Linked DNA regions of Mus musculus: regions 1, 2 and 3 are each linked to region 4. A link is a contact called in public HiChIP or PLAC-seq and Micro-C data. All regions are on one chromosome and are shown on one strand. Each heading gives the region's core, a stretch centred on a gene start, on an enhancer-like site or on the middle of the called end of the contact. The rest is flanking DNA. Distances are from core to core; before and after follow the strand shown. Region 1 overlaps Nckap5 (NCK-associated protein 5). Region 2 overlaps Nckap5 (NCK-associated protein 5). Region 3 holds the start of Slc35f5 (solute carrier family 35, member F5). Region 4 holds the start of Lypd1 (Ly6/Plaur domain containing 1).

Evidence for each region. A called contact is a pair of places that touch in the nucleus more often than the background predicts. HiChIP or PLAC-seq counts read pairs in DNA pulled down with a chosen protein or histone mark.
Region 1: an H3K4me3 HiChIP or PLAC-seq map of embryonic basal ganglia shows a contact between it and region 4, with 4 times the contacts expected there. The contact joins the enhancer-like site here to the promoter of Lypd1 in region 4. A contact is called at or near these places in 5 of 39 promoter capture datasets (Sertoli cells, cranial neural crest, embryonic stem cells and 1 more), 9 of 484 Hi-C or Micro-C datasets (the G1E-ER4 cell line, the HPC-7 cell line, cortical neurons and 5 more), 12 of 115 datasets of contacts at active chromatin or transcription factors (astrocytes, a beta-TC-6 cell line, craniofacial prominence and 9 more) and 2 of 9 other capture datasets (adipose tissue and liver).
Region 2: an H3K27ac HiChIP or PLAC-seq map of VIP interneurons shows a contact between it and region 4, with 6 times the contacts expected there. The contact joins the enhancer-like site here to the promoter of Lypd1 in region 4. A contact is called at or near these places in 5 of 39 promoter capture datasets (HPC-7-derived erythroid cells, the SN4741 cell line, cranial neural crest and 2 more), 1 of 484 Hi-C or Micro-C datasets (the HPC-7 cell line), 6 of 115 datasets of contacts at active chromatin or transcription factors (VIP interneurons, astrocytes, embryonic basal ganglia and 3 more) and 4 of 9 other capture datasets (adipose tissue, embryonic stem cells, liver and 1 more).
Region 3: a contact with region 4 is called in a Micro-C map of embryonic stem cells, with 3 times the contacts expected there. The contact joins the promoter of Slc35f5 here to the promoter of Lypd1 in region 4. A contact is called at or near these places in 7 of 39 promoter capture datasets (cranial neural crest, embryonic stem cells, frontonasal cranial neural crest and 4 more) and 2 of 484 Hi-C or Micro-C datasets (both in embryonic stem cells).

What each region holds. Positions count from the first base shown.
Region 1 is chr1:126,390,455-126,395,220 of GRCm38.p6, reverse strand. All of the region lies in intron 4 of Nckap5 (NCK-associated protein 5), which reads left to right. Among named protein-coding and RNA genes, the nearest start is that of Gm35562, 350 kb to the right of the region's middle. Within about 2 kb of position 3,435, at least 6 of the 459 cell types and tissues checked have an H3K27ac peak or open chromatin away from gene starts, as enhancers often do. A contact at or near this core is called in embryonic basal ganglia, where this site is marked.
Region 2 is chr1:126,333,462-126,338,139 of GRCm38.p6, reverse strand. The region is part of intron 5 of Nckap5 (NCK-associated protein 5); the gene reads left to right. Among named protein-coding and RNA genes, the nearest start is that of Gm35562, 290 kb to the right of the region's middle. Within about 2 kb of position 3,134, at least 4 of the 459 cell types and tissues checked have an H3K27ac peak or open chromatin away from gene starts, as enhancers often do. A contact at or near this core is called in VIP interneurons, where this site is marked.
Region 3 is chr1:125,558,537-125,563,324 of GRCm38.p6, reverse strand. It overlaps Slc35f5 (solute carrier family 35, member F5), which reads right to left and starts at 2,323. Exons shown (of 16, transcript NM_028787.5): 1 at 2,041-2,323; 2 at 960-1,050; 3 at 684-825. The coding sequence starts at 2,080.
Region 4 is chr1:125,909,594-125,914,080 of GRCm38.p6, reverse strand. It overlaps Lypd1 (Ly6/Plaur domain containing 1), which reads left to right and starts at 1,867. Exons shown (of 3, transcript NM_145100.4): 1 at 1,867-2,242; 2 at 3,553-3,690. The coding sequence starts at 2,191. Nckap5 (NCK-associated protein 5) reads left to right here. Exons shown (of 17, transcript NM_001081756.1): 17 at 1-445.

The DNA of each region.
Region 1 (4,766 bases), core at 2,186-4,685, 480 kb before region 4:
CTGTGTCTAGCAGTTTCATAGTCAAGGGCATATCTGAGCAGTTGAAACAGAGGCAATAACCTATAAAACCCGAGTACTTTGCATCTGGTACCCTACTTAAGACATATGCCAATTCCTCTATCAGGAATGATTTCATAATTTGATTGAAGTATAATATTTCTTTCTGAAATTACTATATTTATTTATTATATATCTGTTTGGGCACATGTGGAAGTCAGAGGACAACTTACATACATAGACACACACACACACATATACACACACTTAAGCACCTTTTCACTCTGTAGTCTCTAACAATGTTTTAGAAGGGAGAGATGTAAATGCATGAGCTGGTTCACTAGTTGTGAAAATTTACTAGGAAAAACTCCTAAGTGAGGCTGCCAAGTTCTAGATCCCTGAGGTCAGATTGTCGGTGCACAACCCTTGACCTTCTCCATCCTCCTGCTCTCCTACTTATGTGCTTATAGCCTTAGGTGCTGTATAATCACAAGAGGAGGAAGGGGAGCAGGAGGGGGAAGAGGAGGAAGAAGAGGAGTGGATTAGAAACAGCACTTACTGCCCACTGTCTCATATTGTTCATCAATTCTGTGACTACTGGCTATTATTTAGGGAAAATGCTTAGAACCCAGCTGGACTTCATGCCCAGTTATCATTTGTACTGTTAGGAATAACCATGCTCCTTTCTCTTACTTTCATTCATGTCATATGCCCTATAATTGTTTTTCCAATTTCTCCATGAATAAAGGAGGCATGTTTTTGTAATTTTAATTAATTAATTAATTAATTAATTAATTAATGTCCTTTGACTGGTTCATACACATATAATGACTTTTGATCATTGTCATTTGCACCACTCTTTGTCATCTCTTTCCTTCTCTTGGTGAACCCCTTCTTCCAGACAAGCCCCCACAGGGTTTAATCACTGTTGTTTACATGCTGGACACAGCAGGGGCAACTTACTAGTGGCTCCACTACTGAAAAAAATGATACTCACACCCTGCAGCAGCCATTAATTGTCTGTATTCCATCCAGGAGGACTGGTCTCTTGGGCCCTTCCCCGTCCATGATGAAATGTTGACAGGCTCAGTCTTGAGCAGAGAAACACAGTTGCAACAGAGCTCATGAGTATTCAGAGCTCATGGCTATGCCATGTCCAGAAGGTATCTTTTACTCTGCATCTTCCCAGCATCCGACTCTTAAATTCTTTCTGCCACGTCTTCCGTGATGTTTCCTGAGACTTTAAGGGGTCCTAGAGCTGTTTCATTTAGAGCCAAGCACTCAGCAGGTGTTTATTCATAGCCCTTAGAACAATAATGAGTCTGTGCATCAGCTACTTCCCACAAGGTGTGTTTAAATGTTACTTTCCTGTTACTGTTCTCAGACAGGGTCTCCAGTAGCCGATGGACTCCCAGCTGCCTTAGGCCAGTGATAAATTTGAAGCTCTGGTCCTCCAGCTTCTACCTCTGGAGTGTTTGGGATTTCAGATATGTTTGCCTCCTCAAGCCCATCATAGATGGTGCTGGGGCTCAAAACTAGGGCCAGCAATCTACCTCCTGCACCATATCCTCAGCACTTAAATGTCTATATGCCTGCTTTGTCATCTATTGTATTGATGTTGGTAGTAACTATAGCATGGCTTCAGTGCTTTCAACCACAGTTTTAAGGAATAGATTCCTTCTGTATTAAACATAAAAATAAAGACAGAATCTCTCTGGCATAGCATTTATTTGTTAACAACTACTTGTAAAAGATGTTCAGTACAGGGAACTGTCTGTCATTAATGGGTCCTCTGCAATTCCCTCCGACCCCAGAGGAGAAGCCACTGTGTACGAGTGGCGCACCTGCCCCTTAATGTCAGCTAACAAACACAAATTGGAACGTTCTGCATTGTACGTGTTCGACTTAATCCTTTGGTAATGATTCCTGGGATTTCTAGGCTCTCTCAAACATGTTTGTTGAACAGTATATGAATTTTTCTACCTGTTAAAGGGAAGCAGTCCTATTTTATAACATGCAATGCCCAGAAAATAACTTAGCCTTATGATTTCCTGAAAGAGGTAAAATCTCCAAGACTAATTTTCAGGATCTTAATATAGTAACAATAAAAATGTTTAGCATTCATTTTTACTGTGTCTTATTCAGGCACAGATTTAGTTTTGAGCTCATATTTATGTATACACATATACATATAATAATTTATAAATGGAGGTGCAAAGTGAACATAAACATATCTTTAGCCTAGGTACAAGAGTCCCCTATTCTTTAGTAACCCCTTCCTCTTCTAGCCATCTGCAGAGAGTGACTTTAAGAGTGCGTTGACCCTTGTCCCTTGCTAGAGAGACCTGAGATGTGCCTGGTCACTCTAGAAAAATAAGCATCTTTTAGGGCCTCTTTTTTCCTTAACAATTCAAAGCAATCTTTCAGGATTTCTGTTTCCCTTTGACTATAAGTTCTATAGCAAGGTAAAGGCACTAATGTTGCCATGTGGTACAGCAACTCCTGCTGTGTTCAGACAGATCTGATAGAATGTTCCAGGAAAAAAAAAAAAAAAAAAACACTTGTGAATGAGAGAGAGCTAAGCATTCAACCAGGGTGGGAACTAGGGAAAATCTAGGAGTTTCAAAGCAGGCCCCTCTCAGCATGGGTCCTAACCCTTGCTTAAAGCACTCACAGTAGACTTGTAGCCATGTTGTGCAGTTCCTCAGTGAGCATGTGTCCAACCACACCGAAGCAGGTGTTCTATACGTGTTGACTCCAGTCCCTACTGGCATATTTTTTTATGAATCGTATTTATCATGTCTTCATTTGCTCACCACTGCTGTCACTGGGGACCAGTCCTGTGTCATGACATTATCCTTCATTTATATGATTGATCAAGGGCTAAATGTACTTTGAAAGGAGCCATTTAGGGAGTTGGGGAGACAGCACAGTAAGTAAATCGGATACTGTACAAGTATAAGGACCTCTGTGTAATCCTAGAACACACATTAAAAACCAACCAATCAACCAACCAAACGGGCAAACAAACAAACTGGCTTCAAATTGTAGCATCAGGGAGACAGAAACAAGAAGAATCCCAGGACTTTCTGGCCAACTAGCTTTGCCTAATTAAGGAGTTCCAGGCTAGTGAGAGACCTGGGTTTATGGAAGATACCCAAATTTGACCTCTGATTTCTGCAGGCCTATAGCAACATGTGTATATAAATGTGTACACATAAATGGTTGCCTAGGCGTTCTTGTAAGAAAACACATTTTCCTTTTTGATTGATGGATGCACTATGTTTATTCAGCTCATATATTAGTGTTTAATGATTTTTTTAAAAATAAACATGGTATTTCTATAACGCTTCCCTCCCAGATTAGCACACAGAAAGCTTTCAGTGTGTAATACCTTTCTTTACCTTCTCCTAAGGCTGATGATTCTGTGAAAGGAATCACTGAAGCACAGAACTGTAGCTGGCTCACGATTCCATGACGATCTTTTAACTCTTCTAAGCTGACCTTTCCAGGATGAAATGCGAATGTTTGCATTTCCCAACAACCATTAAGCAAACTGCCGGAAATCATGTTTTAAAAAATTGTGAATTTTCTCCTGTAATCTGTCTGCTCTCAAACTCTTGAAGCTGATCCTGTAAACACCAGGCCCGTTATTCTCAAAGCGTTGCTTGAAGAAACAGCTCTATGTAAAGAAGAGTCTCTGCCAGGCAATGGGAAGTGTGAAGGCCATCTGGAATGTTCTCCAGATGAATAGAAAGCATTTGTGGAAAATTAATATTAATTGCCAGGATCCTGCGAGCCACTTTGTGGCAGACTTAAATGCTTCAGCAGTAACTTGTACAGTCAGATGTTGACATTATAATTATTCTCTTATTTTAGAAGAGTGAATAATTACCATAGCAAACACTCTAATTTCCCATACACATAATTACACCCATTCACTGAGGAAAGACAGCAATATAAAGATTCCTAGTCTAAATAGGATTCTTTCCTCTCTCACTGATCTACAAAACGAAGGGGGCTGAACTGAATGAGTGGAAAAGGTACAATCTTAATAAATGCAATTGCAAATGCTCTGGAAGGCAAGCCCTAGCAGAAATTAAATTTATGACTTAATAATTAATGCATGAAAGGGGCTGAGCAGGTGAGACAAACAGCAACTTGGATTTGCGTTCTACATGCCACAGGAGAAAGTTATGGACATGGGACAAAACCAGCAGGGGAAACTGTATGAGGTTTTTAAGATCAAGATATCTGTATATTATTGTTAGCATCAGGATTAAGACTAAAAGTGGTCACTGACAGTCACCCTTAATAAGCACTTACTGCAGTTTTGGACCACTCAGCGCTTTGCTACTATGATGGGTAGGTTCTTACCAAGCATAAGACTAAGTCTCGTCCTCGTCTTAACCACGCAGTGATTTGGAGGAGGTGACACAGAGCTGTATATGGAATTCTTAGCAAGTGTTAGCGTGACATGTAGATTTTTTGTTTGTTTGTTTTGTTTTGTTTTTATTGGAGCTAAACAGTAAGAGTATGAGAGAAGATGACATAGATGTAAGGTTCAGGAAACATGGAGGGCACTGCAGGCAGAAAGACGGTACAAGTAGAAGGGATGGCGTATTATGGGATGCTATCTTTTAAGCAGGATTTGGCCTTTGAACTTTATGTCAAAGCAGTTGTGATTGTCTGCCCCAAGCCTTCATGAGTTCTACCCATCAATATTCTGTCATAGAAGAGGCAGGGGCTCTGAAAGTACCACCCTTCCA
Region 2 (4,678 bases), core at 1,885-4,384, 420 kb before region 4:
AATTTCTCACACTAGAGGATAACAGGCTTGTCCACTCAAATGTCCCAAAGCAGGAAACCCTTTCTGGAGAAGATCCCACTCCCATCACCTGGAAAGTGGCAGGGGGCTTAAGAAAGAAGGAGACTCAGACTGGGGAGGTAGCTTATTCAATAACATGCTTTCCTTGATGAGTTTGATACCCAGAAACCCCATTTAAAAAACAACAAAAAACAAAACAAACAAGCTGCTGGGCATTATGGTATGCTCCTGTAATCTCATGTTCACCATATTCAACTTTGATTACTTTCTCTTGTCCCCCTCCCTTCCCCCATCCCCTTAATCCCTTCCTCTCCCAAATATCCCCTTACATTTTCATGCCTCTTTTTTGCTGAGTATTTTAAAAAATTTCTTTATTGCATTTATGTGTGCATAGGTGTCTGTGTGTGCTTGTCTCTCTGTGTGTCTATATGAGTGTATAGGCACACACGTGCTCATGAAGACCAGAAGAGGCCATTCTATCTCTTTGAACAGAAGTTACTGGTATGTGTGACCCACCTAGCATGGGATCTGCGATCTGAATTCTGGCCCTTATTGGGCAGTAAGTGCTCCTTCCTGCTGAGCCACCTCTCTAGTAGTTTTTTTCCTGCATAACTTTTGATCCATTACTGATGAATCCATAGCTGTGACACTCAGGAGGATATAGATCCAACTCTATGATCTCAACCCCCCACATACACTAGCTGGGTCTCAGCAGCGTTAAGACGGTGAAGTACTGATTTTGTTTAGAATTGTGTGTGCTGAGAATCATACCTACCACCTTTTATTTGGGGGCCAAATATTTTATACATTCATTGACTAAGCTTTTCTTTATTTAAATCTGCTGTGGATCTTCTCAGGGAAAATGTTTCCCCCCTTCCGTATCCCACATTTTCCTTACATGCAAAGCAATGAGAAGAAAACTGGGTTTATTGAATGCATTGTTCTGTCTGTGCCTGCTCATCTGTAAGAGTGACTCTTGGATTTTTCTGTGCAATGGTTTTAAAGGCATTTGTATTCAGAGAGGTCTATAAATAATAGTCAATTAATAAAGATTGTAATTTTACAGTGGTATTGCTATCAGCTTAGATGAAGAGGTGTGGAACAGAGGTGTGTGTTGTTGGACAGGGAACACTGGCACTTATTGAGGGTGGGAACTCTTCTGCTTGTGCCCTGAGTATCAGGGTTGGCCCTCTTCTGTCAGGTCTTTCTAATCATTATCATTCTTGCATCAGCTTACATCTTATAAGTTCAAAGAAATAAAACTCTGATTAGAGTTGGAAGGGAGAGGTTGAAGATGACCTAAGCAACAAAGAATACATTAGTGTAAAAAATGGTTTCCTAAAGGAGTATTTACTTGAGAAATCTGTGTTTTAGGGTTTCTGAAAGCAGAATATGACCATTCCATCCCCCCTTCCATGTGGGACACAAGCATCCTTGCTTGTGCCCTCCTTCCTTTCCAGCCTACTTGGGTCTCTGATGTGTAGCATGAGCATCCTGTATTTTATGGCTAATATCCACTTATAGGTATTGGGGATACCCAGGGGGCCACCTACTCAGAGGAGAAGGGGACTGGGGGAAGAATTGTGGGAGGTGTTGATCAGGAGGTATTCAGTGAACAGGATATAAAGAGAATAAATAGAAAATTAATTAATTAATTAATTTAAAAATTACAATATATTAAGAATTACTACCATGAAAGAAAAGAGGAAATCTGAACAAAGGAACAAGTCACAGAGCAGTGGTGTTCCATGGCTTCTGCTTCTGGGTTCCTGCCTTGAGCTTCTTTGCTGATGAAATGTGATATAGAAGTGTAATTAAAATAAATTCTTTGCTCCCTAAATTATATTTGGTTATGTTACTTCTTCACAGTAATAATTTAAAAAAAAAAAAGAAGAATAAAAAGAAGGACTGGAGAGATGGCTCAGCAGTTAAGAGCACCGACTGCTCTTCCAAAGGTCCTGAATTCAATTCCCAGCAACCACATGGTGGCTCACAACCATCTGTAATAGAATCTGATGCCCTCTTCTGGTGTGTCTGAAGAGAGCAATGGTGTACTCATATATATAAATTAAATAAATAAATCTTTAACACAGAAGAATAAAAGGAAAAAAACCAGAACACAAATGTCTTTTAACACATGCATATATTTATATATCCTAACCCATGCCTCTTTTCTTCTGTGGATCTGGTCCTCATACACTCTGATAGATCTCCACTCAGTGTCTATGCACTGTGAACTTTAAGGTACTCTACTCTAGAAGAGTGTGTGCACTCTGCTTTGTCACCTTGAGCCTGTTCTTTCCATCTGTGGCCTAGTTTAACTACTGCATCTCCCTGTTCTTTGGCCATATTTCCAGCCCTGTGTTACTCCTTTCTCCTAGGATACCCTTCAGTATATATACTTCTCATCATAGGACATGATTCCTCATGCTACAGTGCCCTTCTCACTAATTCTATATGTCTTTGACTTTGAGAATATATTTCTGTCTTACACTTCTTGAAAGTAGGCATCTAATAAAAGAAAGAAAGAAAGTAGGCATCGTAATTCACAGTACTCAGTAATCCTAAATAGTACAAAAATTTTTTTAAATATCATAAAAATGCTAAAGATGAACTTACTGTGAAATGTCAGCTAAGTGTGTGTGTGCGCGCATGCGCGTGCGGCACGTGCTTATTTGCATAGATGTATGGCAGGGTTACGTCTGCATATGTGTTTGTACATGCAAATACCAGAAGTCAACCTCCACTGTCATTCCTCAAGCACTGTCCACCTTGTTTTCTTGAAACAGGGTCATGCAGGTATGAGGACCTGAGTTTGATATGACAAGCACTTTACCAAGTGAACCATCTCCCCAGAAGCCTTGAAAGTCCGAGTATCTTAATGTAATTCAACTTTTAAATCTTTCCCTATCAACTAGAATATTATACACAATGAAATCTTTCCTTCTTAAATTTGGCTTGCTAAGAATTAATCAGAAAATCTTTAGTTTCAACCCTCCTCAATTTCCAAGTCCCCTTTGCTGCCATAGTCCATCTGGCCCTACGAACATAATTGCATCTCCCTTTGATGAGTCAGTGAGTTGCCGGACCTCGGGGCTGTGATGCTGACCATCAATTACCATTGCGTAGGACAAAAGATATAGATGTGGAAGAGACTGAGTATTGAACTGCATCTGAACGAGCCCAGCATAGCCTGTGGAGATCACTTTGTTGAATAAATCCCTTGTCAGTGAGTTCCTATTGTGGGGCTTTATTTCTTCTAAAAACTTGCTCAGTTGAAGGAGAGAAGGGAAAAACCCAGTGCTGTATATTGGCTTTCCATGGACGATGGGAGCAGGTCTGCTCACCCCACACAGGGCACTGGTGACAAACCAAAGAAGGATCCCAACCTAGTTTCATTTAGTAAACCAGTGACTTTATTACAGTTATTTACAAAAGCATTGGGGAAGGGTTACTTATATGAGCACAGGTAAGGGGTAACCTACAGGAACATAGCTTAAAGATTACTCACTGGATCATGGGTGTGGGTTTACTAAAAGGAATATGGGCAAGACATTATTCATAGGCACATGGGTGAGGGGTTGCTCACAGGAGCAGGAGGGACGAAGGGGTTATCTGTTTGAGCTGGAGTGGGGCGTTATCTGCAGGAGCAAGAAGGGGGAAATAGACATTTCCAGGAGCTTGAGTGAGTGATTAGAGGAGCCTGGGTGGCTCAGAGACAGCTGTTTGACTAAATGCCCACTGCCTCATGGGTAAAGTCTCTTGAAATCTTTATCACTGTACCTCCCTACATAGCTTGCAGGCAGATCAGCCCCTGGGAGAGTCTCCTCTCCACAGCAGTTTTGTTGCTGATTTGATGGTCGTGGGGAAGAGCCTCGTAAGTCCTGTAACTTTCAGGATTTCTCAGAGCCTTTTAAGTTTACTTGACTTGCTTGGTCTTGACAAGCTTCCTTCTAGGATGGAGTGCTCCACTTTGGAGGAAAGAACTACAGAATCCTAATCAAGACTTGACCTTTCCTTTCACGAAGAGCTTGGCTCCAGGAGGTCTTAACGCTTCTCCTCCAGCTTCTATGCAGGGATCCATCAGTTTATAAAAGGTGATCCAAGAACTTTTCTGGCTGTATGATAGTGTCTCTGACCTAATAGGGTTCAGAAACAGGTCTGCCAATGTTCAGGTTCAACCGGGCCTCTTTAGTCTAAGACATTCTTCTTGCTTTATAAATAAAGAACCTGAGGCCATAGTACTGAGGCTGACTGGAGAAAGATGTAGGACCAACCATTACCTTCCTGTGTTCTTCATCGTCAGTGAGGAGAGTCAGGTTTTGGTTTTGTCTGGGGCTTATTTTTAGATGGCATACATCCTGTGATTGATGTTGGAAAACATGAGCATGTCTTGCCCTGGCAGTCATGAAACTTGGAATCAAGTTCTGTGTCTGATTCCTGAACAAGCCACTCTATGTCTTGAATAATACAGATATTTAGTATTCTGAAATGTAGAGAAAATTGCTCCTAAGAATGATAGAGTTTTCGAGACCAATGCGCCCTTTCATGGCCCAGTTTTACATGATTCAAATATATAAGATATCGAATGTTAACAGCCATCAAAGATTGACTAAGGACAGCAACCCCAAATTCTGTATGTAATGCCTAAAAGGTTAGT
Region 3 (4,788 bases), core at 1,074-3,573, 350 kb after region 4:
GCATGTGGATAACAGTGGCTTATACATGAAAAATCTGATGACTTATGTTTATTTTCCAAAAATACCCTCTTTTTCAAATTTATTCTTATGTATCAAGAATCTACTAAGCTATATACCCAGACCCTTACTTTCTACTGTCCCTCAATGTTTGTTCCCTAAAAAACAGTATTTATGAAGAAATAAATTCAATTTTGACTAACACAAAACCACCTTTTATGTAATTAAAAAAAAATCTTCTGAGATATGTTTCCTACAAATGTGAGAAAGCTGTAGGTAGGACTGTAGAAATGGCTCCATGATTCAAAGAGCTTAGTATTCCTTCAGAGTTTAGTCCCCAGTACCCACGTTACAGGACTAACAATTATCTAAGTTCCAAGGACTCAGATGCCCCCTTCTGGCCTCCACAGGCACGTGTGCACACATGTGCATATATAGACACACATACACACAAAGTTTTTGTACCTTCAGAAAACAACAAAGAGCATCCTGTCAATTTTTACTTTAAATGACACTAATTCAGTACCAAAGAAAAACAAAGAATTCAACAATATTTAAAATACTGATGTTAGAAGCATGAAAATACTATAGCTTGACACTATATGTTATCCTACATCATTAGCAAAATCCTCTAGGTCCATGTTAATTCTATCACAGTGCAACATCATTGGTGGAGAAATACATACCGAGGTGAGTTCTGAGGATGCCACCCATATCACATCAACCAGCAGGAGAATCACTATCCCCAGGGCCATTCGCCTGCGCTGACTGAAACCACTGCTCTGGGAATTCACACGGTTCATGATAAACACATAAACCATTTGCAGTCTGTTAGTTTAGAAAACAGAGATCTCATTAGAGCCTCTTTGAGAAGAACCACATAAAAATTAGAAATCCAGCCCAAGGAAACAAGAGACATTTGCTAGTAGTCTCTGCTTTTTACTGATAACATGAGAATTTACCTTGTTGCAAGGGCTTCTCTGAGATCCTCAAATGCAATGCCTGCAAAGCGGGCAGAGCCCAGTCCAAATGGAGGTAAAGAACTCAGCCCACCTAAAACAGCACCACAGAAATAACGCTTAGGGAAAGTTCAAGTGTAAAATCACATCTTTTCCACTCTTCACCTTCAAGGACTATCAAAATGTATGCAACAGAAGCCACCCTGGGGACATGTAGCTTAGTAGTGCAATGCTTGCCTAGCATGCATGAGTTCTTGGGTTGCATCCCAAACACTTCCCAAACTGGGCACAGTGGCACGTGTCTATAATCCTAGCACTTGGAAAGTGTGGGGTGTGGGGGGAGGGGAAACCAGAGAATCAGAAGATCAAAGTCAGTCAGAATACATACTGAGTTCAAGGCCAGCATGGGCCATATGAGACTGTGTCACAAAATAATAACAACAGCAAAACAAATACAAACAAGAAATCCCATGCTAGCGGTGTCGCTCAGCTAGTAGAGTGCGGAACCAGGCCATAAGCCTGGTGTGCTGGTGCATGCCTGTAAGGCAGAAGACAGAAGTTCAAGGTTACCCTTGGCTACAAAGTGATTTTTGAGACCAGTCTCGGATACCTAAGACCTGTCCCCGACCTGACACCTCCCAGCCCCCCAAAAATAAAAGGTTATACTCAAAGAGGTCCTGGGTACCAGGCGGGTAAAAAAAACGAGAGAGAGAGAAGAAGATTCCACATATGGCACATTGAAGAGTGCTGTAAACGGATCCTCGAAGTCTCATAAACAGAACTCTCTAGATTCTCCCTTCAGGACATCCGCCCCTGGCAGTCTAGACACGCGTGTCCTTACCCCCCCATCTCCAGGGGATTCAGCTCGCTGACAGGAAGTGATGTGCGAGGGTCCACTCCCCTCACGTGAGAACCAGGATCATCCTCGCTCCCCACCCGCCCAGTCACGACAGAAAACAGCTGGCACAGGGAAGCCGCCCCTTGGCGAGGGAAAGACATGAGGAAAACCCAGCCTCTTGCCTCGTGAGGGGCGTGAGAACTCTGACCCGTCCTCCCTGGCCGCGGACGCCGGCCCACCGCCTACCTGGCCTTCCTGCCCCTCGATGGAGTCGTGGCGGCACCATGAGCGGCCCCGGCTCGGCCCGCCGCCCAGAGCCGCCGCCTCACACCGCACGCACAGACCCCAGCATCGTGCCCCACAGCAAGCCCAACTTAAGAAGCTGCGCTGCCCCTCGGCTCAAGGCCGCGGCTGTCACAGCACTCGGCCCCGACGGAGGGGAGTGACCCAGGCCACCGGACGGCGCTGGCAGCGAGAGTCCTGGAGGCCCGGATTGCGGCCGCGGCCCAGGCCCCGCCCCCGGCCGGTCAGCCAGCCAGGCCACGCCCACTGCTGGCCAAACAAGCCCATCCCACGGCTGGCCAACCGGCAGGCCCCGCCTCCTGCCCGTCAGCCAGTCAGACTCCACCCCCGACCTATTGACCACCTAGAGCTGCCCTTTGAGCAATTAGCTAGGCGAGATCCCAGTCAAGCTCCGCCCCTGGGTAGCGAACCTGGCAGCGCATCCCGGTAGACAGGAACCGCTCCGGGTACCCTGGACCCCATCCTGGAGACTCTAGGCCCCCAGCTTGTCCACCAACTAGGTGACATCCTCCCCATCACTCAGTGAGTCAACCGGTCAAGCTCAGCTCTCAGTTCGTCCACCCGGCGTCCATTCTGCCTCCTCCCCCAGTTGACAATCCATACCCTAGGCCTGGGTGGTCTGCCCAGAGCCCCGCCCCCCAGACAGCCCGGCAGTCCCCGCCCCTGTCCAGTCAGCTTCAGCGGCCCCGCCCCCTAGCCCAAAGACTGCGGGCGCGCAGGTTACGTCACGCCGGACGCGACTTCGGACCGGGGGAGGGCACGTTTCCTGGTTCTTGTTGCCGTAGTGTGGACGCCAGCCTTGAACAGGCTTGTGGCTTGGAGTCGTGACAGTGGCGCGAAGGAACAGAGAAGGGAAGAGAACAGAGCGGAGAGGGCGGGGATGTCTAGAAGAGGGAGAACCCAGCCCTGGCAAGGCTGCCAGACTTCCCCACTGCCCCGCCCTGAAGCGAAAGCTGACTGCACCATTTCTTCCAGTGTTTAAGCAAGCATTTTCCAGTAGCCCTTTCTAAAATCAGGCAGTGTAGCTTGGCGCCCCGTTGGATTCCTAGATCGTTTTTGTCCGTAAACTAGAGCTTCATTCTTGCAGTTAGAAGTTGTAGACCAGGTTATTCATCTCCCTGGCCCTCACTTTTTTTATGGGAAGAAAAAAACAAAAACAAAGCCATAAAACCATGTGAGTGCCTCGGCTGTATGTTTACACCCAGTATACATACATTCTCAAACAAATCAGTTCAGCCTGTGACACATAAGACCTCCACAGATGCTAACCATGGGTTTTTGTTTTATGGGTATTGAAGCTCCCATAAAATTGAAAAATTGGCCAGGATCCTGATTTATATTTAGATTAACACGAGACTTAAGGCTTCTGTAGCCACAATTGCATTGTTAGCATTTTTATCAAATGAGGCAAGGAAATATTTTTTTCTCATGTAGTCACTGTGTTTCATCCTTCTCTTTTAACTTTGTCTACAAAGTCTTATGACTAAAATTAAGATGGACATTTTGTGATCTGGTCGGATTCTAAAAAACTCCTGGCATCAAACACTTCTAGTCACTGAGAAACCCACTGCTGGAACAGGAGAGATAACTTAGTGGACAAAAGTCCTTGCTGTGCAAGCATGAGGTCCTGAGTTTAGATCCCTAGCGCCCATGTAAAAAGCTGGGCTTGGTCATGTGCACATTTGCAACCCCAGCACGATGAGAGGCAGAGATGGAAGGATCTGTCTTGCTACTTGCCAGACACTTCCGGTTCAGTAAGGAGTAAGGAGAGTGACAGAGCAGGATACCTAATGGTCTCTGGCCTCTGTCTGTACACTCCTGCACACAAACAAACACAACTTGCTTGGTCATTCAGTTAAGAACAAATGATTAAGCATACTGTAGTGGTTTGAATAAGTTTGGCCCAGGGAGTGGCACTATTTGGAGATGTGGCCTTGGAGTAGGTGTGTCACTGTGGGGGTGGGCTTTAAAACACTCTCCCTAGCTTCCTGGAAGTCAGTATTCTCTTAGCAGTCTTCAGATGAAGAGGTAGAATTCTCAGCTCCTCCTGCACCATGCCTGCCTGGATGCTGTCATGCTCCTGCCTTGATGATAATGGACTGAACCTCTGAACCTGTAAGCCAGCCCCAATTAAATGTTGTCTTTATATTGTTGCCTTGGTCACGGTGTCTGTTCACAGCAGTAAAACTCTAACATTCTATCTGTTTTTACCTGTTTAAAATCTGATCCATCCTCTTTCTAAGTATTGGCTGGCTCCATCAACTCCCAAGAAAGTGCGCCGTCTTTAAAAGGAAAGGGAAAAAACTTATCATTCAGAGTACATAGCCACAGTGTAGCAAGTACTTGAAGTTACTGTACTACATAGTAGGTATTTGGTTATACCCATACACCATATTATTCCAGCACAAGCTTTTCCGTCTTTTAACATCTGATATAGTGAATCAGTCAAGATCAAGAGTCAAGGCCATACATGATGGCATATGCCTTTAATCCCAGTGCTTTAATTTCAAGGTCTACCTAGTCTACATAGTGAGTTACAAGACAGGTAAAGCTATATAGTGAGATGAGAGAGAGGGAGAGAGGGAAGGAGGGAGAGAGAGAGAGAGAGCCAGCCTGGAAACTACTATGAGGACCAAGCTGGCCTTGAAATCACATAGATCTGCCTGCCTCTCCATCCTGAATGCTGGGATC
Region 4 (4,487 bases), core at 618-3,117:
TTAAATTTCCCTGCTTTTATATTATTATTAAAACCTGGGTACTCTTTGCCATATCTTAAAAATAAATGAATGGTTGGTGCTATGAAACTTTCTTACTTTTTAATATCCTTTTTTTCTATTAAAGACTGTTTATATGGGAGGATAAATTCTATTTTAAAGGTTATGTGTATTTTTTCTAGACGTGAACTATTTATAATTCCTTCTGTACAGAAGCCTACAGACCAGGCAGACTAGAGCTATGTTTAGGATTTGTGTGGTTACCTTAGAACACTTGTATCTTTATAGAGTATTGTATGACCAGTGTTATTGTATTTGTGCAATTTGTTGTATTTGGATTTCATTACCTTAAATTCAAGCTGCGTGTAAAGTATCCTCCTTGTCTTTAGAAAAAATTCTTTTGTTTCATTTCATTTTGGAATAAAGGTCTTATCACAATTACACCCTATAAGAGCAGAAAAGAACTTTGTTCAGGGAGAGGTTGGTCCCGTGATTATTATAATTATGTCTCACGCTTGCTCTGTGGAGAGGTTTCCCTGAAAGAATAAATAAGCCAACCCTCTTGCTACTGTAATAGTAATTCGAACAATTGTTAAGATCCACACTTCAGACAAGCGAGTAATGGGCAAAGCATCCTTGTCTCCCCAAGGAGTTAACCAGCTAGAAATGAGGGGGAGGGGTGGGGGAGAATGAGCCTGAGGCAGCTATGGACCGATCTCTGCAAAGGAATTACAAGAAAGTCATTTATGCCTCTTTCAAACCTGCTCTGCTGGCAGGGTAGGGACATAAATGATCACATCCCAGCTGAGAGACCACTTCCCCTCGGGAGACCTCACAGGAGAGGGGTGATGCTTAGCCACGGGTTTCCACCGAATCTCCCAAATCCCAAATCAGGGGTGGGGGTGGGTGGAAATGCGCGGGGGTTGTGGGCGGGGGCACCAAGAGCTGCGACTGCCTGCTCTGTGCACAGCACAGTCTTCCACAAAGCTCCACCAGGAAGGCAAAATAACACCGTGGTGTCCCGGGAATACGCAAGGTGGGTCACTTAGAATTGTCAGAAAGGGGAGTAGTGGAGGAGGGAGGCAGCCTATGGCCAATTGGCCATGCTTTAGCGCTGTAAGGAGTGTATACCCATAGCTGGTGGCTTGGGGGAGCAGTCAGACCCATTTGCTTTTCAGTGAGAGCACAGATCCGGGTGTCCACTCCCCAGGTAGCTTTATTTCTGGGCTAGGAGACCGAGGCTGAGTCAATGCATCCCCCTGCGGTGCATGCAAGCAGGTGAGGAGATGGTGGTTGGGCTAAGCGAGCTAGCTGCGGTAGGGTCACCATCGTACTCGCAGGCATTCTGCTGGAAGACCCAGGTGGCCAGTGAGGTGGGTTTCTCTCAGGAAGAGGCGCGGCTGCGTCGGACACCCCAGGGAACTCGCTGCTCCGCAACTTTGCCAGGTGCTCAGAAACAGCCCTTCGCTTTATCCAGGGCAGTCACCCAGAGGGCCAGGGGGCAGCGAGTGATAGAAGACGCCGGGCTGGGTGGGCGAGACCCAATTGCAAGGGTACTGTTAGCACCGAAAGGGAACATAACACCTGGAAGGGAAGGGTACCGCAGCCTAGCACTCGGGTCTCCGAGTTCGCATAGGACAGGTCCTGATGGCACCTGCTGCGCCCTAGTCACCTCCTTATTCCTAACCTCTGTCAACACTACTCCCGAACCCAGCAGGCGCTCCTTTCCAAGGAACTAGAGGAGGTAGGCTAAAAGGGTGGCAGAAAGGGGTGGGGACAGTAGAGAGACAGTCCCAGCCTTCCCCGCCCTCCACCCCCACCACAACTCAGCAGCCGTCACGTGGTACCCGGAGTGGGAGGGGTGGGGGCAGAAGAGGCGAGACTTTTTTGGGTGCTCCGGATCGCCAGTAGTTCTTCAAGCCTCAGCAGCCAACTCCTCCGGAGGCGCTGCGCTCCGCCCCAGGGAGCGCGAATCCAAGGAGCCTGGGACCAGCCTCTGGGAGCCCCCGGCGCGGGCGATGCGGGCGCCGCGGGCGACACCTGCGGCTCCTCTCGGTGGCAGCCGTCGCTTGGGCGGCAGCAGCGCGAGCCTCGGCAGCCTCGGCAGCTACTGTCGCCGCGGCCAGAACAGCCTCCGCTGCGGTCGTGGTCTCTGATGCTCTTGCCCGCTCCCGGCCCTGCCGATCCGGGAGGATGTGGGTTCTCGGCATCGCAGCAACTTTTTGCGGATTGTTCTGGCTTCCAGGTAAGAAGATGAAGAGGCCAGCTGCCTGGCCAGACACGCTCCTGCTATCTCGCCAAGCGTCCCTGCTCTCAGCCCCAGTGCGCCCAGCTGTGGTCCGCGCTGCGCTGGGGCTACCCAGCGGGAGTTTGGTGCTGGAAACTGAGACCAAAGGCGCTAGACTGGGACGCTCTCCAAGTCCCGCGCTGCAGGAGAGCCGAGAGCGGCAGATTGGCGCGACTCTTGGCTGCAGCTGCGTGGGGTACACAGTCGGGGATACAGAGCTGGGATTGGGGAGGGTCCTTGAGTTGGGCGAGACAGGAAAAGGAGCGACAAGCCTCCAACCTAGTCAAGTTACCCAGTGTTTGTGGCCACCCAAGGGAGCGGCGACGCTGACAGGTGAGCGACTCGCCGGACAATCCTCTGCTGGGGGCGGGGGAGCAGCCCTTCCGGACTGAGTGAGCTAGCTGTGCTCTTCCTGCGATCGGTAGGGTGTTAGGAAGGGGCATGCGGCCCAAAGAGAAGCTCCCAGATCAGAGGAGAGCAACCAGGAAAATATGGTAAGTAACTGCTCCTGATCGCGGACTCTAAGCTATCAGAATTTTTTTCCAACAGCCATGTTTTTCAAAAAAAGGGGTCACAAGACAGGTCTAAAAGGGCTGCATTGTGGTGGTCCCTAAGCAGACGCGCACATCCAACGCAGGCACTCTCTCATTACATCCTCTCCAACCCTCAGCAGCAGCTGCCCCTGTCGCTGATCACAAGAAGGGAGCCTGAGCTGGAGGACTGAGCAGGGATACTTAGCATCCAGCACCTCCCCCCCCCCCCAGGTTGCAGGGTGGTCTCCAGGAAGCATCAGAGCCTCAGCCCATGAACGCTGACTTAAAAGATTAAATAAATAAAACCGAAAACGCGTCAGCCAATGCAATTATGAACGGTGCCAAAATAGTAATTAACCAATTTGTAGCCAATTAGTAATTAGGCTCAGACAGGAGCTCAAGCTTGTACCCCACTACTTTGATCTGGGATTTGAACTCTCACCGGTCTCTTTGCAACTTCTTGCGGAAAGGCCGGAGGGGTGTTATAGGAGCTGTTTGTGTCTAGAGAAGAAATGTAGGGTCTCTGGCAGGGCTTTATCCTCCTAGACCCTGGGAACTGATGCCGCCGCCCCCTGCTGGCTTCAGGCACCTCCAGCCTTCCTGAACATCAGGATGCAGAGCCCAGAAGCCCTTGTTGTCTGGGGCAGTACACGGTGATACCGGCCAGCCAGGATGTGCTCTGTGCAAGCCAGATCTTAACCAGTGTTTCTGAACCCCACCGCATCTGTCCCACAGGGCTGGCGCTGCAAATTCAGTGCTACCAGTGTGAAGAATTCCAGCTGAACAACGATTGCTCATCCCCTGAGTTCATCGTAAATTGCACCGTGAACGTTCAAGACATGTGTCAGAAAGAAGTGATGGAGCAAAGTGCTGGTAAGATACTCTTTCCCCCTCCGACCCCCTTGGAAGGCTGGGAAAGGAGGGTATTAAATTACAGGAAAAGATCCTGACTGATGTAACACACATGCTACTGTGTGTTACACATGCACTTGGGCACACACACACACACACACACACACACACACACACATACATATACACTCACTGGTTAGCACAGATGTACTTTTTACAGTTCTGGGGAAATGAAGAGTTGGAAGTTACTTTAAACTCATTAGGGTTAATTGCCAGGGCTTCTTCCCAGGGGACTCCTGAGAAGTTATTATAAATCAGTAGCTTTCCTTTATTTTTATCTTTATTTTTTATTTACACCTTTCACCTTCCTGGACTAAAAAGCTGATGGGGCAGTGAAAACAATATATGGATAACTGCCCCGGCTCTAGCAGCTCGACAGTAGCCTGTGAGCAATGTCAGACTGAAATATGAAGCTACTTGAAGTTCCCAGAGGTCAGAACTTGAAAAATGTGTTTTGTCATAGCGCCACACCATATTTCTTTGAAGAACGCTATAGGATCTTTATTTAATTTTAGAACTAATGCATCAAATTCCAAGCACAAATTGCCAAGATCTTCCACAGGAAGGATACCCCCACCCCCACCCCATACCCTAGCTATTTAGCTACTAGCTAGCCAAGTCAAGAGACTGTATGTCGTACAGCTGAAGAAGGGAGTTAGCTGGAACCGACTTCACTCTAGCTAGTAAGTCTTGAAAGGTAGAATCCCACCCACTCAGGAGTTAAAATTAAAAACTCACCCCAAAGTGGCACCAGACAT